2 separate regions of the Salmo salar genome follow, and region 2 is linked to region 1. The links are chromatin contacts, called in public Hi-C maps. All regions are on one chromosome and are shown on one strand. Each heading gives the region's core, a stretch centred on a gene start, on an enhancer-like site or on the middle of the called end of the contact. The rest is flanking DNA. Distances are from core to core; before and after follow the strand shown.

Region 1 (6,670 bases), core at 3,979-6,478:
AGCCCCGGATACAGAGATATTTCAACTATTCAATATAGTTTTGACATGCTGACATTAGTGCAGAGTGTTGTTTCCCTATTTGTTTGGTTACAATGTAAACAATATCATAAATCGTATATTCCTTTAAGCAAGCTATCTGTCCCCCTCACATTTTCAAATCACCACTGTATGTGTATGTATTCATACAAATTCTACTGTGGACATGTTCAAGGTCTAATAGCATATTTTGACACAAAACAGGGGACATAACTCACCATAATCAAACTACAAGGAATAATTGTATATTTTTATAGTCCATCTGTAGTATGAATAACATTTGCATGGCATTGTATGCAGTAGAAAACCTTTTATGAGAAAAGATAATTAGCGTTGAAGAATCTTCCTGCATCTATCTTTAATGGTATACAACACAGTGGTATACTCATTTACCACACCACCACCATGCAACTGTACATAGTAATGCCGCTAGTAAAAACATATTAGCACCACAGGAGAAATCACAGTGTTTTAAATGTGTCCTTTTTCATTTTAGCTATGAAAAATAGCCTCCATAAAATATAGGTGTCCCCACTAGTCAGCCGCTCTGCGGATACTTCAGAGCCGAAAATTGCATTTTAAACAATCCAGACCAGTGTGGTGACCACGGTTAATCATCAAGAAACAAAGACATCAAACAATACTTGATAATGAGAAAAATGCCTCCAGGATATTAGGAATGGAGGAGAGAGAACACAGCATGAGCCTCACTGCAGAGGTAGAGAGGCACGCCAGCCACACAGACACAAGCCGCATTCGCAAGCCCATCACACCCTCCACCCCCACCCCACCCCACACACACTTTCTCTAAGCGGGGACAAAAAGCACACACACACACACACACCTACGATTCTCATGGAGTTAAAAAGCCATTAAAACATTGTCTCTTTTTTTAAGTTCATGACGAGATAATTAGAATTCAGCGAGTGGAGCCAGTGGTGAGATTAGGGCTTTGTGGAAATGTGCTTCATTTTGAACCTCACTGCATCACAATTGAACCCAATTATCTGCAGTTAAAATGGCTTTGTGAGGGCCAGAACAATAACTGACAAAAATCCAAGGTAGATAAAATAAGAAGTTTTTATAGACAAAAGAGTAAAAAATAAGATTTATTTTCCCAGAGTAAAAAACATAATATTTCTTATTTTTCTATGGTATATGCATGGCTACAGAGTTGTATTCATATTTTACTGAGCTGACTATACATACAGTATGGTATCTACTGAACACAATACACCCACAAATCGCCGTAGATATTTGTACAAATAAACTCCCATTTCAATATACTTAAAATCTCACTGTGCTGTTAGTTGACGTCTAGTACAGAGAGCATTATTCCTAATATAAAAAGACTCAGTAGCCATATATATTTTGGTTTCTCTGCTGATAATAAATCCATACTTGCCTTCATCTCTAAACTTATCGGTGTCAGTTTAATTACAGTTTAGCTGAAATCAGTAGTTGGGGGGCCAGGGTGTGTATGTTGTGCGTGTGTGTTGTGTGTCTGTTTGTGTATGTTGTGTGTGTGCTTGTGTGTGTTTGTGTGTGTTTGTTTCAGGTTTCCTCAGACAGGGTATTACTGGGTTATCCGTGATTGACGTGACTTTAACGGTTTGGCCAAATCGAGGCAGATCCAGCAACCTGGGCGCAACTGCAGCATGTGCCGCCACCTCCGTCATGCAAATTGCACCCGGGCAGCCCGTTGACTATGATTAATGAGCCTGGGCTACAAGAACCTTTGTGTCCTAGTGCAGCCGTTTAGTGTGAAATACAATCCCCAAATATTATCTATCCCCTATTAATGCACTAAATGTGTTCAAACCGCACATGTTGTTTAGAGCAATTTACAAGTAGACTGAGGGGGAGAGTGTTGTGAGCACAATTGCATTTAATTACTTGCACCCTAATTAAATTCATTAAAGGATAATAAAATAAATGAAAGAAACAGTTTTGAAAGCACCAGCAAAACACATGTCTTGTCTTCCTTGATGTAAAATATGGATATGGGAATTTCAGGGGCAGTCATGCTGTTAGGGGGGATGTTTTTTCCAAACGCACGAATATGATACCTTGCTAATACTACAGGCATTTCCTGGTTATGGCTTGCCTCACGTTTAAACTGTGATTTTTTTTAGAGCTAAGAAACCTAGACTTCCTGATGATTGGAGAGAATTTCTGTGGTGGAGAGGTGAAGTCACTGACTGTGCAAACAGTGGGAAAAAATGAAAGATTATAACAATATGGCTGCTGGTGTTCTATTACAAAATTGTACCTCGTATGGCGAATGATATAATATCATTGAAGATGGTAAGGTCCAATGTGTGAGGAGACAGGGGGAGAGTGCAATTTCCTTAAACATAGCATGATGTGTAAGGGAAATTAAAGAAGCTCACAAATCCTCCTCAGCATCAAACAGTTATGCATTGATAAAATCAATAAAGAAGCATGATTACTTTCTCTCTCTCTCTCTGTCTTTATCTCACATGAACATGAACACACACACACACACACACACACACACACACACACACACACACACACACACACACACACAGAGCCAAGCTCTCTGTCCGCTGCTAGCAGAATGTAAATGTTTCCCAGGCATTACGGTGTATAGCTAATTGCCATTACTAGGACGGTGCTTAGCACTACAATGGTGTGCCGAGAGCTGTGGAGCAGAGATCAGTGCAGCGTCTCCTGGATATCAGAGGGAAACATCCTTTGTAAATTCATCTCCCACTGTGAGCAGGCTTCACAGCTGGTTAACGGCACTGTGTGTACCGCTGCCCTGTTTACACACTGCCTCCAAAGCACTCCTCTCCTCTCTTCCCTGCATCCCCTCGCTCTTCTCTCTATCCCTCGCTCCTCTATCTTGCTCCCCTCACAGCTCCCTTCACAGCCTGCTGTGGATCTCACTGTGTGAGACATACACACACACGAGCACACAGACTAACACACGCACACACACACACTGTACATACTGTACATCCAAGAACACAGAACTGCTCTGATCCCAGCCTTTGGAGCCATTACAGTACACTGCCTTCCCAACCTCTTCCAGATTTTGATCTTTTTATACCATCACATTACATTGCTCTTTTATACTACCTATTACACATGCTGCTCCCCACCAAAAAACCCTGATCCTTTGATACCTAGACGGGTAAACTGCTCCAGCCGCCCCTGACCTCAGCCTTTTATGGCAATCAGACGAGACTGCCTCAGAGGCCCTGATTTTATCTCCTCATACTAATCCCAGTACACTGCTCCCTTTTGTAGCACATCACGGTGCACTGAGCCCTTTTTGTCCCCGAGACCAGGCTGGTTCACACAACCCCCAGACCGGGGCTCATCACAGCCATCATACTACACTGCCCCACAACAATACAGCTTTATTTTGATACACCACAGGTCAGGTCAGAGTGAGTCTGGCTGGCCCGTGACACCTTTGTGTTCGCCATAAAGGGAAAACCACGTTATACAATGTACTAATGCCATGTGCTGGAGGTGTAGTGATGTTATGATAAAGTATTGATATAATCCTATGATTCGGGACATAATAAAATATGAAAGAAAAATAGGTTGATCAATTTGTTTTTCTTTTATCATTTGTTGTGATTTAGAGATGTAATTCAAGTTATGAAATGTTTTATAATCTTTTAAGCTCCAGACCATTCTAGTGTAACAGAAAATCTAACGTTTGCCTATTGTACAAAATGTAATAAATAGTCACCATAGAAATGACTCAATTATATTTCTGTAGCCAGCTTTCCTTCTATCAGGTACCTGTAAATGAAGTCTGTGTGTGTTTGTGTGTGAGAGAGATTATATTAGTCCAGACTGTGATTTAGCACTGCTCAGAGATGAATTACACAATAAGACCATTGTAAAAAAAAATAATAAGATATTGATATGACAAAGTAGACCTTAAAAAGAGAGCACTCAATACCTGCATTATATAACATAGTCAAATACAATTAGGCCTACCCACAACTTCCCTAAAACCAGAGTACCGCTGGTTTTAAATACTTATATTATATTTTAGCCATAGATCATGTCTGTACTCATACGATATTACATTTTGAGAATGATATTTGCAGTAAAATAATAGGCTGAATACTTTATTATTTGTGTAGGCTTGTGTCCCCAAATAAAGAGGGCAATTCACTTCAGGCACACACTTCTGCACTAAGCTCAATACCCTGCTTTTACAAATCTTCTGAGTGTTGTCTAGTATATCATTATTCACAATCCCAGCTAAGTGTTCCTGTCACGGACACTCGGAGTATAAACTATGAAGAGCTCAAATGAAAGAAGATATAACACATCAATAAATGATGCCTGCCTGCCCCACAGTACCTACTCTAACTTGTTACACTTTCCCTCCAGACTTCATAAGAGCCAAAGTGTGCCCCAACCAAAGACTACTTTTAAAGACTAAAGTTTTCTAAACTACTCCATACGGAACCTGATCTGGAGTCAGTGGGGAGGGACAGCTTGGGATGTCGCTGGGGTTTTGGAGTTAAAAGGAATCCACTTTGTATTCATGTCTAAAAATCCAGATCTCCTGTCTTTAATTCCAAATCTCTTTAAATCACCCTTTGGCAGAAAAAGAGGATTACAGGGTTTTGGAAGGTGTTGATACATGGCTATGCTTGAGGGGGGTGTACAACTCTACTACTTAGAGGACATCAGTTTATAATAGGCAGTTTTGTAATATATAGTTTAATTTCCAGATAATCGTAAAAATATAAAAATTATTCAGGTTGTCATTGTGAAAAACGTTCCAAGTTAATGTATTTTTTTTTCTATACTTTTTTTTAATGTATGCTTTTCCTTTAAATTCAGCTATTTTAGGCTATCAGAAAAAAATGATAAAAATGTGTTTTTTATTTTGTTGTAGGGTTCCATTTATTGTTTAGGCTACTAGTATATATAATTCATTATAATGAAAGAGTACCATGCATTCGTCTTGAATGCAGCATCATTTGTCCCACTGTATGCATTTCCTACCTATGCGAATGTATTGCTATGATATTACAGGTGATATTTTCCAAATCTGTCAAAGAAAGTTAACCAAGTCTTTTAGGTTTGATGGTGCTGTTGTTGGTATTGAATCACTGAAGCAAAGACTGCAGCGAGCCTATCCCTTGCCGGTATACTCAGCTCTTGCAATATAGACCAATGGGAGAGCTTTTCATACTGACGTGTGTGTTTTAACTTTCTCGCGGTAAGAAACCAGGAAGTGTATTGTGCTCCTTGCATTTATTGTAATAACATTGTTTTATATAGCATAGTTTTTTCCTGTATTATCTTGACTCAGCATTGCATGCAGTAGCTATTATTAAACTAGCGGACTATTTACTATCGTTTATGTTACCGATTTGAAAGAGTTTGATACGCTGAACAACATTGGTAGCTAAACAGCTAACACACGAACGTTAGTTAGCAAGCAATTTCACAGCTGATTTTGCCATTGCGAGCTGATATCACAACTTGCACGTTTTTGATTGTTGTCTTGTCTTTTATTTGTTTAGCCACGCAGATTATTAAAAATGAAGCTGTCTCGAGCTGAATACAAGGAGATAGTGAAATGCACCGAACATTTGAGACCCACGCGTCAGTGTATGACTATACTGAGGCAAAGATTTCCAAAGTAAGTGATGCATGTTTCAATATAGTTTAGCCTGTTGATATTGTCATCAACTTTTGCAATGTCCTTGATGCTTGTTGTCCTACTGTATGAGCCTATCCCTGCATAAGTTTGTAGCTCGAAGCTGTTACGAGCTTTTCGGCACATTCCATAGCTAACGGGATTTCCACATAACACGATCATTCGGATAGCCATGCTAGCCTCGCCCTCATGTGAGTGTTAGCAAGCAGGCTAGTTAGTGCTACAGACTGGTCTCATAGATTGGACGTAACATAGTAAACGTAAAACAGGAACCTCAAATTAATGTTACGTTTGGTATGTTTACATAAGAGTTACTTAAGACAAAATAAAAAGGAGGGTGGTTGGGTGAGCTTATAACGCGAACGTCTAGCCACCCCAAAGGTTGTGTGTTCAAATCCCATCACTGATAACTTTACAATTATAGTTAATTAGCAAGTACTTACAGTAGCATGTTAACTAAACCTTCCCTTAACCATTTTAGCTAACCCTTCTGTTAACCAGGCCTGGGCAATTCCAGTCCTTGGGGGCCTGATTGGTGTCACACTTTTCCCCCATCCCTAGCAAATACACCTGATTTAAACAATTGCATTTTTAACTGAAGATCATGATTAGTTGATTATTGTAGTCAGGTGTGTTAGTTGGGGCTGGGGAAAAGTGTGTCACCTATCAGGCCCCTGAGGACTGGAGTTGCCCAGGCCTGCACCCTAACCTTAACCCTAACCCCTAGTGGTAGCTAACGTTAGCCACCTAGCTAACATTACCCACAATAAATTGGAATTTGTAACATATCATACGTTTTGGAAATTCATAACATTAAAACAAATTGTAATTAACATATCATACGACATGGAAGCTGGACATCCAACAGTTAATACATACCAAACGTAACATACCTTACTACACTGAACAAAAATATAAATGCAACAATTTAAAATATTTTTCTGAGTTACAGTTCATATA
Region 2 (6,573 bases), core at 1,642-4,141, 90 kb after region 1:
GGGCCAAAATTCACCCAACTTATTGTGGGAAGCTTGTGGAAGGCTACCTGAAACTTTTGACCCAAGTTAAACAATTTAAAGGCAATTCTACCAAATACTAATTGAGTGTATGTAAACTTCTGACCCACTGGGTATGTGATTGAAGAAATAAAAGCTGAAATAAATAATTCTCTACTATTATTTTGACATTTCACATTCTTAAAATAAAGTGGTGATCTTAACTGACCTAAAACAGGGACTTTTACTGGGATTAAATGTCAGGAATTGTGAAAAACTGAATTTAAATGTATTTGGCTAAGGTAAACTTCCGACTTCAACTGTATGTACAGTCACTGTGAGTACAACGTCGTCGATGCATGTGGTAAACTCCTCAATGCCATCAGAGGAATCCCGGAACATATTACAATCTGTGCGAAACAGTCCTGTAGCTTAGCATCCACTTCGTTGGACCACTTCTGTATTGGGCGCATCACTGGTACTTCCTGTTTTAGTTTTTGCTTGTAAGCAGGAATCAGGAGGATAGAGTTATGGTCAGATTTGTCAAATTAAGGGCGAGGTAGAGCTTTGTATGTGTTTTTGTGTGTGGAGTAAAGGTGATGTAGAGTTTTTTAGCCTCTAGTTGCACTGGTGACATGCTGATAGAAATGAGATAATACGGATTTCAATATCCCTGTATTAAAATCCTTGGCCACTAGGAGCGCCCTGCTGGGGGAGCATTTTCTTGTTTGTTTATGGACTTACACAGCTCATTGAGTGCGGTCTTAGTGCCAGCATTGGTTTGTGGATGTGACTAAACACCTACCTAAAAATATAGATAAAGTCTCTTGGTAAATAGTATTGTTGGTGGATGAGATGAGTTCCCCCCTCTTACAATGTAAAGAACTTTGAAACAAGTAATTACAAGCATCGATTGTATGTCAATACAATCCAGTTTATAAATACAATCCATTGACACTGGTGATCTATAGAAGAGTCGAGGTTCAGGGACTTTTTTGTAAAAGGTTTCAACTTGGTGGCTGCAGTGAGCCTTACATTATTTCCAATTCTGCATTAGCTCTGCATTACTGTATATAGTGAAAAGCTTACTTTTTATTGGATATTAAAACACAAATTCCAAGCCTTATTAACCTGTACTGAGAATCCCATGTGTCAGATCAGGGTGGTTTCCCTCACCGCTGCCCAGTCTGTTTAGTTTGGGCCCGTAGGCCAAAGGAAGTCTACAATCCGCTCTGAGCTGTGTCTCGTCTTGGCCCAATCTCCCCGCCGTTCCCGCTGTTTTATCTCTCTCCAACCAAGCTGCCAGATAGACTGCTGAGACAGAAAGAGCGAGCAGGCGAAAAAGAGAGACAGACTTCCTCAGCGGTCCTTGGTTATTTATGGTGAAGGAGCTCTGGCCTGAATCTGCCCCAGGCTTCGAGATGCTCTTCCATGGGAGTTTCCCTGCCTGCTCAGCCTCTCCCCACCAGGAAGAGATCCACTGCTGGAAATAAATAAGGTTTCAGATTGGCCCAAGCCAGGTCCAGAATAAAAGCATGTTTTGGAGATGGGTCGAGTAACATCAAGGGGAATCGGTACTCTCTCAATACAGGCCTCCAGTGGAAGATTTTTTAAATTTCACATTTCTGTTTGTTAACAGTGCCACTAATCAAAGTTTATTATTCAAAGAACAAGAATGACTCATGGGAAAAGTGAGATTTCAAGATTGACAGTTTGATTACTAGTTTGGTGGAGGCCTTATTGACAGGGTAGGGGGTTCCATGTGTGTTCGAAGGGAAGCTGGACAACGGTTACACATCCAGGTCAAGTGGATGAAAGGGGGTAGAATGACTCACTGACAATGTGGGACAAGTAGGGACACAGTCCTCAGCTTTGGGAGAGACCAGACGTGATAGGAGATCACATGCACCTCAACACTACCCAACGCTTGGCCACTAAAATATTCCCATTTCTGTGATGGCCTTAAATGAGCAGCTTGGTGTATCGGTTTAAGCCCTTCTGGTAACATAAGTCACTTCCTGTTAAAAGTGACCTCCAGTTAGTGGAAACCCAAATATCTGGGATGTGCATACTATGTTAGAACGTTGAAAGGTGTTGACTGGGGCTTCTTGCTAAGTGAGGTATTGAGTTTTAACTCGAGTGACCATTTGTAAAAACAGTGAGCTTGAGGTGTAGCCATGACTTCAAATAAATCCAAGACACATATTTGGAGTTCCTCCTTGTGCGGTGTCATACACTGTGTGTCTGTATGCATCGTTAAGGGCCATGATGTTTCTTTCAGGCTGAAGCTGATAAGCCGTACATCGCCATATTTACTGTGGCTGTATTTGCTTGTCGGCTTTGATTTGTCCCTTTTGCTGTAAATTGTATTGACGTGGAGGAATAAAGAGGAGGAGAAGAGAGAAAGAGACCTTTGATTGGAGTGGTGGAAGGAGTGAGGTTTGGTTTACGGTGGTGATGGAGAAAAGAGGGTAAGGGGGGTAGAGAGAGAGAGCCTGCATGGAGGCTGCAGCAGTAGCATTGCCCATCTGAAAGGTCAGACCCCCTGAGTGGCATTTGGACTCTGACAGAGGTGACCCAGATAGTGTGTCATCTCTCCTTCCCAGCGTGGGTCCAGCCCAGACCCAGTGACCTACCGGCCCACACCAATGCATGGGGGAAGGGAAGACGACTAGGGGGTGGGGGGGAATAGGTCTTTCTGACATTTTAAAAGTAAAAAAAAATGAGGTAGGAAAATGTGATTCTGGGAGGTGGAGGGAGGGGGGGTGAAGAGGTGATGGTGGAATCTGATACAGGAAAAACAAACGCGGGCAGACCCTCCCACTAGCCCTCCGATTGTGAGCGCCAGAGCCTGATGAGAGCTGTCACTGGCTTGTTATTATGAAATAAATATACTTAGGAGCTGGTGGAGGGGTGGGGGAATGATGCTGACGCCGATGGTGGCCATGGAGATGGGGGGGTAGTAGTATTATGGGCTGTCTCAACCACAGGCTGTGATTAGTGACGATAGCAGAGAGCAGAGCCTCGGACCCGAGACAGAGCCCAATCAGAACCCGCTAATACTGTTGATAGCAGGGCCTGCCTCTCTCTGCGTACTGCACCACCCCACTCACCCCACTCACACTCATTCATAAATACGTAGCCTAGCTTTTGTCAAAACCAGCCCTGTGATCATTTATCAGTGTGTGATAAATCCTGGCCAGAGATCCTAACACTGAGATGAGACATTATGTACTGCCCCTGCTTCGTTTTGGAACTGTTTGAAAAGGCAGATGTGATTGGTTATTTTATTAAATTGTTGCCAGTGGGAACATAATATTTTTGTGCTGGAAAATTGTGGAAGGGCAAGGGTGGAGGGATGGAGGAGCGCTGGAGCTAGACAGGAGGCTAGCCGGAGGAGTGGAGACATGGAGGGAGGGGTGGGGATGTCTTTTTGGTGATGTTTTATGAGCATTTTGTTGGGCCTGGCTGTAGCGAACAATTAACTGTTTGGCTGCGAGCGTCGTGTCGGCTCCTGTGCTCTCCGTCTGAGAAATGGGGGCAGTTTGTCACTTTTACAACTCATTTTCAACCAAAACACTCCACCACCACTCTGGGGCTGGATCCAACCTCGCCACCATATCCTTGAGTTCCCCGTGACAGATAAATGAACACCACACCAACACATCCTGTATCTACTACAGTTGACTTATGGGAGGTCACCTTGCACAGGGATCACTTGTGCCATTCATTTTTAGAGATGCAATGATGTCACATTGCGTTGGAGGTTTATGGGCCTAAAAAGACTTGTTGCTGCGATATAAAATAATCACCATTACTGTTGTCTACATCTGGTTTTGTTTGCATATGCAGATAACGTAAACAATGGACGAATAATGAGATGTGAAGCATCTTATTCAGATGTCACAGCTCACTTAAACCCCATGGCCCTGTTGTAAAGGAGTTGTAATGGTCTGTTCCCAGTGGGTTAGAGAGAAACCCTAGCCAGGCCATTCAGGTGTGCTGCAATAAAGTGCTTTTCACTTTCTGAAGACTTCCTGTCTCCAGTGGCATCCTCCGTTTCCTCCCCCACAGTCAGACAACAGGCTTTCTATTGGCCCAGCCACTCTTTATAACAATGGCCTAGTCCCCCAGGTATTGCTCTACCTAGACACAGATAAGATAGCCTCTCTTTGCCAATAATAAGAGCTATCTGGATATTGACAGCAGTTGAGAAACAAGCCTGACTTGTTTGCCATTCATCCAGTTTTTTATCATTGTGGAAGACTGTGTGTTCAAAGCACTGCGCCCCTGTGGAGTGGCTGGAGACCCAAATAGCCTTAAGTCATAGTTTGGACATCCCCCGTTGCTATTTATTGCCACCAGCTGTGGTGATGGGCTAAAAAAAAAGTTATTGACACCAGCCATTGCTTTTCAGCGCTGGAGCTTCCGACTGCTAACAGGCTCCTGCTATCTGTGCCCTCGGCCTCCCTGCCTCCCTCGGACCCCACTCTACGCTGGTCCGCGCACACACACACACACACACACACACACAGGATGGATGTTGCAGATGTAGGTGTTTTTTTTCTGTCTATGACATGAATTAGCCATGCAGGATAACACACCTCTACAACAGTGTTTCAGTGACTAGATACATAAAGGATGTAAATTAGACCTAACATTACTAGTCATGACAGGAAAAATACACTGTCTGGGTTTTTTATTCAGGTGCTTTTTAGGCTACTGAGTTGAGAGAACCTGCTGCTGAATGGATTTGGCCTAAATAAACTGCTCATCATTAATGACTGAAGTATAATGGCACATTTATAAGGAAGTCGATTCAATTAATGAAAATGGGCAGGCCAGGGTTTTAAAAAAATACACCGAGGTTTTGCTGGTATCTTCTTCCACCTCCCAAAGTAACAGTATTTCCGTTGAGATTAGAAAGCCCGGCAGGCTGGGGGGATGCCTGCCCCGGCATAATGCATTTTCGATTCAATCACGGATTGTTTTGAGTGGACATGTCTCACACGCACGAACGTGGATGTCCTAAATTAGCGACCAGCTCACCCAAGTCGAATGACAGCGTTGACATGCTGATTTAGGGTGGGAAATGTCAAGAAATAAATTGATTGACATAGCATTTATTTGATCGAAATGATAAAACATATTAAATCAAATCTCATTAAGATTGCTTAGCTGCAAGAAGTTCTAAGACATTGAGGCTAATTTATATAGTGTGTAATATGCATCTATTTTAATGTTATCCGACGCATCCTAAATGTCATTCTTTAGGCCTATCTTAAACTTTCTGCTCAGTGTTTTCTAAATATGACGGGACATTCGATTATTTAAGCATTATCTTTGAATATCTTTTCCGGGGTTGTGTGCGGTCGTTAACTAAATGGCCATTCCTAATTTGACCAGATTTGTCTCGAAAATGTGTGCTTAATCTCGTTATGGAGTTCACCGCTGATTTTACCATTTCTGAGTATAACCGTTTTTTTCCCTCCGAGTGAGCAGGCAGAAATGTTGGATATGAAAGTACCCCCAAAATAATCTTGTAATATGCGTTTACACTGTTAATCTTTAGAGAAAAAAAATGTTCTAACAAATTTCAGTGGCTTTAATAAATTCATTCAGTAGCCAAGTGCACAATATCCGTATTCATTCATCTTTACCCTAAAATGTTGCTATATTTAAAAATAATAATAACGAATAATAATATGGTTAATAATAATAAAAAAAAAACGTGTTATTATTTCCCTTGGAATATTGTGTATTTAACAAAGTAATGAAATCAATTTATTCTCTCTCTATCCTTTAACATTTCCTCTCCCCTTAAGGAACATGTTGAAGAGGGAAATGTATAAATCAGATTGGGCATGTCCACGTTCAAGTGGCACCGACTCTACCTCTTCCTATCTGGTTTCTCTCTCCCCCTCTATCTTTCGCCTTGTTCGGGTACACCATCACTATGTTTTGAAAAATAAGGAGCGGTTTGTACTGCCATCCGAGAAGATAATGGTTACTGATTCCATTCTTTCAGTCATAATCTTAAAGTGTGCTAAGATTAATGGTCGTCGCGTTAGCTACTCGGCGCAGGGTGCTTCTGGTTCACTGCTGTGTGACTTTAGCCATGCTGTTTACTCTTGAGCCTGACAGTCCTGAGTAGACATGGCTCCTTGCCTGGTTTGGTTATGGTGTTTGAAACCTCACTAGAATACACGAAGGAAAGGGTTGGCCTACTACACACCGGAATGAGAAGCCTCGCATAAGGAGGTCTATACCTGTGAGTAAATAGATGTTAAGAGTCTTTAGGGGTCATCTATATGAACAGGATCGTCGTAGCTGTGGACGCTGAGACTTCAGATACACCTATAGGCCTATTGACCATTGTTTTGGACAATTTTGTTTACGTTTTAATAAAACGTCATGGCCACCAAGAAGCAATATGTGGTAAGGATTGTGTGACAAAAATGCATCGAAATGCTTTGCAAATTAATGATAAATCATCAATCACGGGGAGATATGTGATTTATATGTAGGCTACGGTATTTGACTTTCCTAGTAAATGCTAAATATGAAAGCAAGCAC

The links. A called contact is a pair of places that touch in the nucleus more often than the background predicts.
Region 2: a contact with region 1 is called in a Hi-C map of muscle, with 4 times the contacts expected there. The contact joins the enhancer-like site here to the promoter of cdin1 in region 1. A contact is called at or near these places in 2 of 3 Hi-C or Micro-C datasets (gill and muscle).

Annotation. Positions count from the first base shown.
Region 1 is chrssa01:33,527,067-33,533,736 of Ssal_v3.1, forward strand. cdin1 (CDAN1 interacting nuclease 1) reads left to right here and starts at 5,229. Exons shown (of 12, transcript XM_014193760.2): 1 at 5,229-5,266; 2 at 5,574-5,692. The coding sequence starts at 5,592.
Region 2 is chrssa01:33,619,825-33,626,397 of Ssal_v3.1, forward strand. No RefSeq gene overlaps it. Among protein-coding and RNA genes, the nearest start is that of cdin1, 91 kb to the left of the region's middle. Within about 2 kb of position 2,892, at least 1 of the 13 cell types and tissues checked has an H3K27ac peak or open chromatin away from gene starts, as enhancers often do. A contact at or near this core is called in muscle, where this site is marked.